Regions from separate parts of the Ovis aries genome. Here region 2 is linked to region 1. The links are chromatin contacts, called in public Hi-C maps. All regions are on one chromosome and are shown on one strand. Each heading gives the region's core, a stretch centred on a gene start, on an enhancer-like site or on the middle of the called end of the contact. The rest is flanking DNA. Distances are from core to core; before and after follow the strand shown.

What was found. Hi-C and Micro-C count contacts between places; a contact is called where the count stands out from the background.
Region 2: a contact with region 1 is called in a Hi-C map of tail adipose tissue, with 1.6 times the contacts expected there. The contact joins the promoter of LNX1 here to the enhancer-like site in region 1. A contact is called at or near these places in 2 of 16 Hi-C or Micro-C datasets (skin fibroblasts and tail adipose tissue).

Annotation. Positions count from the first base shown.
Region 1 is chr6:69,780,883-69,786,456 of ARS-UI_Ramb_v3.0, forward strand. All of the region lies in intron 2 of LNX1 (ligand of numb-protein X 1), which reads right to left. Among named protein-coding and RNA genes, the nearest start is that of LNX1, 93 kb to the right of the region's middle. Within about 2 kb of position 2,134, at least 9 of the 54 cell types and tissues checked have an H3K27ac peak or open chromatin away from gene starts, as enhancers often do. A contact at or near this core is called in tail adipose tissue, where this site is marked.
Region 2 is chr6:69,874,286-69,879,859 of ARS-UI_Ramb_v3.0, forward strand. It overlaps LNX1 (ligand of numb-protein X 1), which reads right to left and starts at 2,828. Exons shown (of 11, transcript XM_060417115.1): 1 at 2,534-2,828.

The DNA.
Region 1 (5,574 bases), core at 884-3,383:
TGGGTTCAACCTCTGGGTGGGGAAGATCCCGTGAAGAATGGAATGGCTACCCACTCCAGTGTTCTTGCCTGGAATGTATTGCTATAGGTCTGTGATGGAAAAAGGGCTTCCCTGGTGGCTTACAGAGTAAAGAATCTGCCTGCAATGCAGGAGACCTGGGTTTGATCCCTGGGTTGGGAAGATCCCATGGAGAAGGGAATGGCAACCCTCTCCAGTATTCTTGTCTGGGAAATCCCATGGACAGAGGAGCCTGGTGGGCTACAGTCCATGGGGTTGCAAAGAGTAGGACATGGCTGAGTGACTAACACTGTGATGAAAAAAGTTGGGAGACTATCACTTTAAAGAGAAGATACTGCCCAATCCTCTTTAAGTTTCCCCTCTTAAAGCTTCTAGGTGACAAAGTCATCAAAAATACCTATCTTGGTTGAATTCATAAGATTGTTCCACGTTTTGGATATAAAAATTGTCTTCTTTACATTTCCCTCAACTTTACAGTAAATTAAATAATTGCTGTATTTTTTTTAGGTACTAACCTGGTATTTGGAGTTTGCCAAGTCAACAGGGAAATGCTGAACTGATTGCATATTTAAACTGATTGCATTTTGATTTTAAGGGATTATGGTTGTTTTGTGTGATATTAATGTTATAGCTACATTTCTTAAGAACCTGTATCCTTCAGAGATAAACACTAAGACATCTGCAGATAAACTATGATGCTTGAGATTTGCTTCAAAAGATACTATAGATGAAAAAAGATAGCCATGAATTATTAATTATTGGAGACTGGTGTTAATGTACATGGGGATTCCTTATACTCTACTTTTACACTGAGATTTTCATTATAAAAGCTAAGAATTTTACAACAAAAATCAATCAAACATGAAGAAATCAGTGAGGCCCGATATTTTAAAAAAATCCCCACTGTCCTTCATCTACCTGACATAGTTAAGTGACATCAAGAAAAGCAAACAATTTACCGAGCACTAGAGTGGTACCTTGAGGCCCCTGAGTCTGGCATTTTAGATCAGGATGTAAATAATTTGGGACTGATGTTGCTTTTTACTGGCAAAAGAGAACTTGCTGATTCTCAAGGAGGAAAAAAAAAAAAAAAAAAGACCATTAAACAGGATCACTATGCTCTTTGGACAAAGCATCATTACAGAGCACCATTTTGATGAGTTGAGTATAATGAATTGGGAACACGCAGCTTCAATTTCCTTCCAGATACACAAGCTGTAGATTTAAGGGGGAAATGCCCTATTAGACATGTGCTGAGCTGCAATGCTTTGGAAGACATTGAGAGTCACTGAACACAGATGGACTCTGGCTCTACTCCCCCAGAATGGACCTTGCTCCTCTCTAGTGGAGTAGGATTTCTCCACCTCACCCCATTTCCTCTGTAAATGCTACGTCCTTCCTTCTAAATCCTAATCTAAACTTGACCTTGGAGTCTCAAAACATAAGATGAGAAAAATCCAGAGATCAGCAGGGTTTTTTTTTTTCCCCCTTTTCAATTTTGATGAAAAAGAAATAATTTCTTTGAGACTTAACTTGGAAAGAATCTCCTGGCAAACCCATGGAGTTCACTTTGTTGGTTTAAACTTGGAAAGTGCTGGGAGTCGTTAACACAGTGCAAATGAAGTGAGGAGGAAAAGGATGCTGAGGTCATTCTACTGCCCTCCTCTCCCTCAACCCTCTTCCTTCTCATTCACACGAAGAAGAGTCCAACAGCAATAGTCTCGACGTGCCTTGTGTGGACCTCTGCTTAGTACAAAGCCTTTGGAAAAGATGCTTCCCCGGGCTGTGTAGCTCATGGCCAAGTCTGGCTGAAGCCAGCAGGGAGGAGGCCAGTGCTACCACATGACCTTTCTCTAAAGAAGGGGAAATGGAGAAGCTGGACCAGGGCAAACCATCTTGAAATCCTTGAAAGCCCAGAATGCCCAGTGGGGTGTGATTTAAGGCTCTTATTGGTCTGTGAACCCCAATGAAGACTGCAATTTGTCAGTGGTGTGTTTTGCAAGTTGGTTCAAGGAAGTTCCGCTAGGGGAGCAGAGGGTGGCTAGGCTCCTTGGACCTGAGACATGTAGTGGGTGTTCTGCGTCTCTGACTCCCAGGCCCTATCCCACTTCCCAGAAGGACACACACAGGGCCGCCTCAGAACTGCTATTCTTGGCAGCTTCTCCAGAGACATCCTTCCATAGCCTTAAATGATTCAGGTTGCAAAACTGGAGTCATGCATTTTAATTTCCCAAGCACAAAACTCCAGGGGGAATAAATCATCCCTGTTTAGAGCTACTCTCTCTGCAGGGGTCAGGAAAGAGTGCAATTTCTCCCTCCAGATATGGGCATGGATTCTGTTTCTAGTGATGCCAGTTCCAAACCAAGAATATTTGACTGTAAGTGAGAAAGACAGCCGGCATTTCCTGACAACCTGAGAAGCCACATGGCCATAGCATAGCACCAGTTTTAGGGACCAGTTATCCCCCATTGGCTGACAGTGCCTGGCTGCCTTATTGATACTTTCATCTTTCAAACAAAGGACAGTTACCTGCTTCGAAGAAAAGGGCTCCAGATGCAGGGAATTTGCTCAGACTCTATACCACAAGCATAAACACAGTTTCCACCAAAATATGACACAAAGTCAGAACTGTTTTCAGGCACAATAGGAGACAGAATTTGAATGGCTGGGGAAACATGACAAAACTTTCAATTTTCTGTAAATAGCTTTTGAGAGTTGGGAGTGTATCGTAAAATTCATTTCATCATTTCACCACCCCCAACTCTAAAGTTTCTCCTTGGGATTTTTGCTAAACAAAATATTTAAAGAAATATTACAAAAGCCACAGGAGATTTATTAACCTGAGCAGCAGCAGCCATTTCAGTTACTCAGGCCCAGTGCTGCTTTCTGCAAAACCTGATATACAGACAACTTGTCGTGGAAGCGGCCAAGACACGAGGTGAATTCATTTCATTTAGTTCAATTTAAGCCTGTACTGTGCAGACACTGGGTGTAAGAAATAAACAACTCTCAACCAACCCTCCTCCTTAGGACTCAGCAGGCAGAGCAGAATGGATGGGAACGCTGTGGAGGATACACCACAGAGGAATGCAGAGGGACAGAGAGACGACTTTCCACAGGATGTCAGGGTGAGTGGACACCTGAGCTGGAACTAAGGGTTCTTAAACTGTAATGCCCATAAGGATCACTTGGGGAATTTTTTGTTAAGAATGAAAATAGGATGGGCCTCATAAGAATCAAGGGGAACTTGAGAATGAAAATGGATGCTCTCCACCCAAGACTTTTGTTTTAGGGAAGTGATTTAGAGCCTGAACATCTGCATTAAAAAAAAAAATCAGCCCTCAGTTGTTATGTGGGTGGTCCTCAGAACCCTTGCTGCTCCAAGGACTTCACCTATAAGTCTGGACATGCATGAAGCTGTAAATAGACCCAGAAAGGCTATAACACTGGATCCGTGCTCATGTGTGTGAAACTCAAAGTCTATTTCTTCAATTTGCTTGGGCATCTAGAAAGTTCAGAAAGAGTTCATGGAAGTCTGGAGGTGAGGGCTTATGAAAGAAAGCACTGCCCTTGATCCTTTTGGCAGGCTTTCTGTAGACCTCAAGAGCAATCCTCGGCTCCCTGCCCCCTAATCTCTGACTGGGACTCCTTTATACTAAACACTCTGGTTTTAGGCTTCTTCTATGGAATTCAGTCTCCTCTGGGTCATGTCAACATGGTGCTGATGGAAATGTTTAAAGAAGGAGCTGCCTAGGGTCATAAACTCTTGGCCCTCAAGGCCAAACCAGGCAGGCAGAAGCGTCTGCTGAATTGGACACAGGTGTCTTTATTTGGAGTTAAGTTGAATTTGAATGCCTTTTAGCCAGTATCTATAGACTTCCCTGCCAATGCAGGTGACATGGGTTCGATCCCTGGGTGGGGAAAATCCCCTGGTGGAGGAAATGGCAATCCACTCTAGTATTCTTGCCATGGACAGAGGAGCCTGGTGGGCTACAGTCCATGCAGTCACAAAAGAATAGGACATGACTTAGCAACTAAAACAACATCAAGCCAGGATATACGTATACATGTTTACTTTATATATTATGTATGTTATACATAATATATATGTTATGTATACATATACATGTTTATATATATATGAAAATGAAAGTCACTCTGTCCTGTCTGACTCTTTTGTGACCTCATCCATGGATTATCACCAGGTGGTCAACTATATTGACTATATTCTTTGCAGCCAAAGATGGAGAAGCTCTATACAGTCAGCAAAAACAAGACTGGGGAGCTGACTGTGGCTCAGACCATGAACTACTTATTGTCAAATTCAGACTGAAATTGAAGAAAGTGGAGAAAACCACTGGACCATTCAGGTATGACCTAAATCAAATCCCTTATGACTATAAGTGGTAGTGAGAAACAGATTTAAGGGACTAGATCTGATAGACAGAGTGCCTGATGAACTATGGACGGAGGTTTGTGACATTGTATAGGAAACAGGAATCAAGACCATCTTTTTCTTTTGCAAGAAAAAGAAATGCAAAAAAGCAAAATGGCTGTCTGAGGAGGCCTTACAAATAGCTGTGAAAAGAAGGGAAGCGAAAAGTAAAGGAGAAAAGGAGAGATATGCCCATTTGAATGCAGAGTTCCAAAGAATAGCAAGGAGAGATAAGAAAGCCTTCCTCAGCAATCAAAGCAAAGAAATAGAGGAAAACAATAGAATGGGAAAGACTAGAGACCTCTTCAAGAAATTAGAGATACCAAGGGAATATTTCACGCAAAGATGGGTTGGATAAAGGACAGAAATATTATGGACCTAACAGAAGCAGAAGATATTAAGAAGAGGTGGCAAGAATACACAGAAGAACTGTATAAAAAAGATCTTCATGACCCAGATAATCACAATGGTGTGATCACTCACCTAGAGCCAGACATCCTGGAATGCAAAGTCAAGTGGGTCTTAGGAAGCATCACTACAAACAAAGCTAGTGGAGGTGATAGAATTCCAGTTGAGCTACTTCAAATCCTAAAAGATGATGCTGTGAAAGTGCTGCACTCAATATGCCAACAAATTTGGAAAACTCAACAGTGGCCACAGGACTAGAAAAGGTCGGTTTTCATTCCAATCCCAAAGAAAGGCAATGCCAAAGAATGCTCAAACTACCACATAATTGCACTCATCTCACACGCCAGTAAAGTAATGCTTAAAATTCTCCAAGCCAGGCTTCAATAGTACGTGAACCATGAACTTCCAGATGTTCAAGCTGGTTTTAGAAAAGGAAGAGGAACCAGAGATCAAATTGCCAACATCCGATGGATCACGGAAAAAGCAAGAGAGTTCCAGAAAAACATCTACTTCTGCTTTATTGACTATGCCAAATCCTTTGACTGTGTGGACACCATAAACTGTAGAAAATTCTTAAAGAGATGGGAATACCAATCACCTGACCTGCCTCTTGAGACACCTATATGCAGGTCAGGAAGCAACAGTTAGAACTGGACAGGGAACAACAGACTGGTTCCAAATAGGAAAAGGAATATGTCAAGGCTGTATATTG
Region 2 (5,574 bases), core at 1,578-4,077, 94 kb after region 1:
GAGAACACAGTTTCTGTAGGACACATGCCAGCCACTTGACTTATCTGATGATGGGCTTTCTGCCAGAACCAAGGAAGTGGAAGCACTGAATGCCCCTTGCCTTGTCCAAAAGTCTGCAGGATACCTAAGGGCCAGTTCTCCAATGTCCATCTGGAACATGGATTGTGCAGGGGACCCCATGTTCTTTTGAGACTTGGCCTAAAGTACTGATAGTAACCACCACTGACTACTGTGTACCTTCTAAGGGTCAGAAACTGGGATAGATGCTTCACAGGTTCTTTTTATAATCATTCCAATGGTTCTCCTTGTTAAGTAAATTGTCCCCATCTTATAAATAAGGAAGTAAGGCTTGGGAAGACTTAGTAACAGCCTCAACATTATGGGTTGAATTGTATCCCCCCAAATTCATATGCTGAAGTCCCATGTCTCAGAATGTGGCTGGATTTGGAGATAGGGCCCTGAGAGAGGTGACTGAGTTAAAGACAGGCCTTGAGGGTAGACTCTAATCCAACTAATGACTGGCTCTCTTAAGAAGATGAAATTTGGACATACAGAGAGAGACGCTCTCCTTAAAGAGGAATGACCACATGAGGACACAGCAAAAAGGTGGCCAGCTGCAAGCCAAGGTGAATGGCCTCACCCTGATGTTGGACTTCGGGCTCCAGAACGACGACAAAATACATTTCTGTTGTTCAAGCCATGCAGGCTGTGGTACTGTTACGGCAGTCCCAGCAGCCTAACAGGTGGAGGCATCTAGGGGAGGATGAAGTCAGTGTTCAACATCAAATCAGTGCAATTCTGTTCTCTGCCACCTTCCTACACATGGCCTCTGCTGTGTAACTTCTCCCCACCTCCCCCAACAGGCTGCCCAAAACCTCCATCCAGAATCTCCCAGACTGAGTGGATCCCTCCTCTGCGATCCCACAGCCCTTACCACACTGCATACATTGATAGTGGCACACAAGGGACTCATGATCTTGTGATCAAATTGAGGGTAGGGCTCCTCTTATCTTTATCTCTGGCATCTCCCATGGAGCCAGTTAGCATGTATTGAACACGTGCGCCAGTCAGGACTTCATACGTGTTATCTCATTTATACTTTAAAACAACTCCTTAAGGTAGGTATCACCGATTGTTCCCATTTTACATGTCAAAAAACTGAGGTCAGAGGTGTTACCTGAATTAGCCCAGACATAAAGCTGAAGCTCCAATACTTTGGTCACCTAATGCAAAGAGCCAACTCATTGGAAAAGACCCTGATGCTGGGAAAGATTAAAGACAGGAGGAGAAGGGGGCAACAGAGGATGAGATGGTTGGATGGCATCAATGACTCAATGCACTTGAGTTTGAGCAAACTCCAGGAGATAGTGAAGGACAGGGAAGCCTGGTGTGCTGCAGTCCACGGGGTCACAAACAGTCGGACACGACTTAGTGGCTGAACAACAGCAACAACAGAGCTAGTAGGTGGTGGAACCAGGATTCACCATTGGATGGTCTAATTCTTCAGGCTGTGCTCTTCTCCTCCTGCCCTGCTGCTGTGGTCTTGCTATAAATGTACACTCCCTCCCTACTCGAGGGCTGTGCTGATCTGAAACCGCTCCTTCAGCATGCTAAGCCCAAGTGTGAAGCTCCCCTCCCATGGAGAGCTTTCTCACTCATAGCCCTCCCCCAGCCCCCACTCTGCCTCCTTCAGCACCCTCTGGGCATAGGGTCTACATCTTGCACTGATGTGTGACCCAGAACTGGGCGCTGGGGCCACCGCTTATCAATATCTGTTGAACTGGCTTCAGTGTCCAGGGATGGATGTGAATAAGGATACACGACACAGTGGGGTATTGTCCTGGATACTGTGACTCTCCGTTTCTGGATCCTCTCATCAGACCATTTGCTGGAATATGCGACAGACAGGGTAGTCTGTCATTTGCTTTAGAAAGTAGAGTCCCCATTCTACTGGAAAGAGGCAGGAATGGAGACAAGGTGAGCTGTCTGTCACTTTCCTACACACTGCTGGGCAGGTCACAATTTCTCTGCACCTAAGTGCCTCTGTGGGTAAAACAGTAACGGAAATGCCTATTGTCTACGACAGAAATGGGACAAAACACGTGAATGTGTTTTGAATACTGATAAAGAATAATGTTATAGAAACCCAGTCACCATTAATGGGATTACTTACATTTTAACTGACCAGTTTGGCCAGTGAAAAATGAAATCAAAAAGTAGTTTTTATTTTTGAAAGTCAAGGAAGTGGTATCCTTGAACATAAAGACAGTAAATGTCCTGAGGCCTTTCTAGAGTGTTGAAAGTATTTCTAGGTTCTCCTTAACAAGTGTGTGTATGTGTGTGTGTGTGTGTGCCCTTAACAAGTTCTCCTTAACAAGTGTGTGTGTGTGCCTGTGTGCCTCTGTGTGTGTGTGTGTGTGTGTGTGTGTGTGGTGTATGGCAGGAGTGGGGTCGGGGCTGGGCTCGGAGAGTCAGGACAAAGTTTTCTCCAATTGCCTGAGACGCAACCCTCTGGAGGTGGCAGGCCGCTTACCTTTGCTGCATTGCGGATCAGTTTTCAGCTGTGTGAGGCCTCCGGGTGAAGTCCATTTGGGAACTGAGTTTTTCTGACTCAGCAGTAGCCTGGGAAAATTTCCCTTCTCTTTCCTGTGCCCTGTCTTCCAGACACGCATGAGATCCACTCCACCTTGGACTCAATCAGTGCATCCCCTGCCCCTGCTGCAGGCTCTGCACAGAACTGAGCCATAACCCCGAGAGCAGCCTCTGGGGAGCTTCCAGGGAGAGTGGCTACCACTGAGCAGCCACTCAAGAGCATCAGCGATGTGTCTGTTCTGGTCTGGATGGGCTGAGTCTCCCTCTAACTTCCTTCTGCTCTTGGCCAGAGCCAGGGTCCTTTTGTTCACCTTTAGGGCTGCCAAGTCAGGCCTACCGCACCCCTGGATGTTGTTTTCCTGCAGGCAATGGGAAAATGAGCTTGGAGCCAGGGAAGGGAAATCAACAAGGAAATAAACACAGGGTCATTACCCCTCCAGGTCATCACCAGGCTGGGACATCATCACGCTGGGATCACTTTCTAAAGAGGCAGGAGCTGGCCGCTGCCTGAAGGGGCCCCAGGCATTTTTTAATTGCCCCAGGCATTTAAAAAATTTTAAATATGCAAAGAAGTGTGCATTTCTATCAGAAGTGTGAAATCTATGTTGGACCAATCAAGCAATCCTGACTCGCTCCAATGCCTTGCCAAATCTTTCAAAGATTTTTCCATAGGCAGCATCTCTTGTAACCAAACACTGGCAAATGTTTGTAGCCAAAGGAAAAGAATGAGCAAGTTTATGGCTGACACAAGCCGAGACTTTTAAAGACACAGGTAAGACTTTCAAGACATCCTCTAAAGATACAAGATTATTGTTTGAATAAAGTTTTCTTCTACTTACTCTTCAATGTCATGGTCATCATCAGTGGCATCATCTTTGCCAGCATTTATTGAGAGCTTATCATCTGCCAGGTGCTGTGCTAATGACCTCAACCTGTGTTATTTCATTTAATTCTCAACATAATTCTATCATCCTCATTCCCATTTTGTAGATGAAGAAAATAAGGATTGGAGAGATTAAGTTACTCCTGCACAGTGACCCCACTAGTTAAAAATGTAGAAATTGCCCTTCTGGAAGGATGCTCTTCTGAGTCTTGCTTTTCCCAACAGTCAGCTTAAGCACTTCGGTGGGCTGACAGCTCCTGTGATGGCCAAAGAGTTGCTTAAACAAACTCTTAGGCCTGGGAATAGAATTCTAAACAGAACCACGGCTCATCGGTTAGTTAAATGACCTCTTCCAGGAGTTACGAAGTGATGCTACCTTTATGTGACTCGTACATAGGACTCACCTAGCACGGCACCCTCTCTTCTTCTCCAAGGGGGTGCTGCTGGCTGCTTTCACCCAGTTCTCCACTGTGATTCTGACTGACCCAGAAGGAAGGGCCCTGTAAATCTCTTGGCCTCTGTGTGTGCTTCAGTTATGGTCTGATCACGCAAATTTGTCGTTTTGACTCTAGAAGCCTAACAGTTACAAGCTTCTTTTAATCAATAATCCAGGGGATGAATAATTTTAAGTTCCAACCTGGAAACTTCTGCCTGATGAGAAGAAATCAGCGCATGGTATTTTCAGTCCTCAGGTCCTACTGCAACATTTTTGGGGTGGGGGTGGGGGGCTCATCTTTACTTCCAGCTGTTAGCGTGTAGCTCTCCAGTGCAGTTACCCAGGGCAACTGGCTGCTGGTCAAAGGAAAGTAAGACCTTTCATTAGGAGACAAGGAGATGCCTCCCAGCAACGTCTAAGTCGTCCGCTTTTGTAAATATAGAACTTGCGACATTAGGGCCGCTGCTTGCACATGGGACACTTGCATTTGGTTTTGTGGAGCTTGAGGGTACTTTACTCTGGGGCCACATATGCCTTTAAGTCTGAGGTTGGTCAGCTTTCATTCTCAACAGACACTAAAGACTTATTTACTGGATTTATAGCAATAAAAAAAGAATATTGGAAAGGGGCCGGGCTTTTAGTTTAGATGTCATTTCATTTTTCTTTCCCAGTGGTTTACAACTAAACACAGTGTCCAGATATGTTTACAGACTCTGGTCTTGGAGTTCTTTGATGAGGAAAGGCAATTTATAACAGTCAAATGGGCCTTTCAACCTTATCGTATGAAATGAAAACCAAAATGTTGGAAGGGAGCTGATGTAATGAAAGCTTTCATGTTCCTCATCTGCTTCACAGCTTTTCACCACCAGGGAATAAAGATAGCAGACTTGGGGACTGTCAGATGCTTTGGGGGTTTCCATTCAGAAAGGTAATGAGGTAGATGGATTTTATTTCTCTTTCCTCTCCTTTGAGCATCTGGATCAGTACTGACTGAGTTGGTTCCAAGAGCTGAGTCCATTCTGGGATTGACAATAAACATACAAACCTCCCCCCATCCCATTTTTTTTTTTTTTTTGCATGGTCATGTAACCAAGGCAGCTGACTGTTTAAAACTGGAAACAGAGAGAAGTCACGGATGAAAAACAGGACGTATTAATTTAGCTTTACAAATGTGCCCTTTCCGAGGCCAGAATTACTCACTCCCTGGCAACTCACAGTGTGGGACCTGGGTCTGCTCAAATGCCACGGCTTTAGCATGTCCTTTCCGTTTGGTGTGGGATGCTGTAGATGAGTGACAGGTTCCAACTCAGCAGAGACATCCAGATGCAATTAGAATCCTCACGGATTTTAATTATTATGGGAAAGCAAGCACAACTTTGCCATGCAAAGAAATATGGCCATTCTAAGTGTCCCTAAAAGTAATGTGTCCACTTGCATGCAGAGAAAATGTCATTTTTGGTGCATTTTGAAGGAGGAATCTTAAAACTGAATTATGTAAAATGCTAGAGGAGCTATTTCAGGATTCTTTTTATTTTCTTTTTTATCGGAGCATAGTTGATTTACATTGTTGTATTAGTTTCAGGCGATAGTTTCACAGCAAAGTGATTCAGTTATATTTATATATATATTTCAGATTCTTTTTCCACATAGATTTTTAAACCAA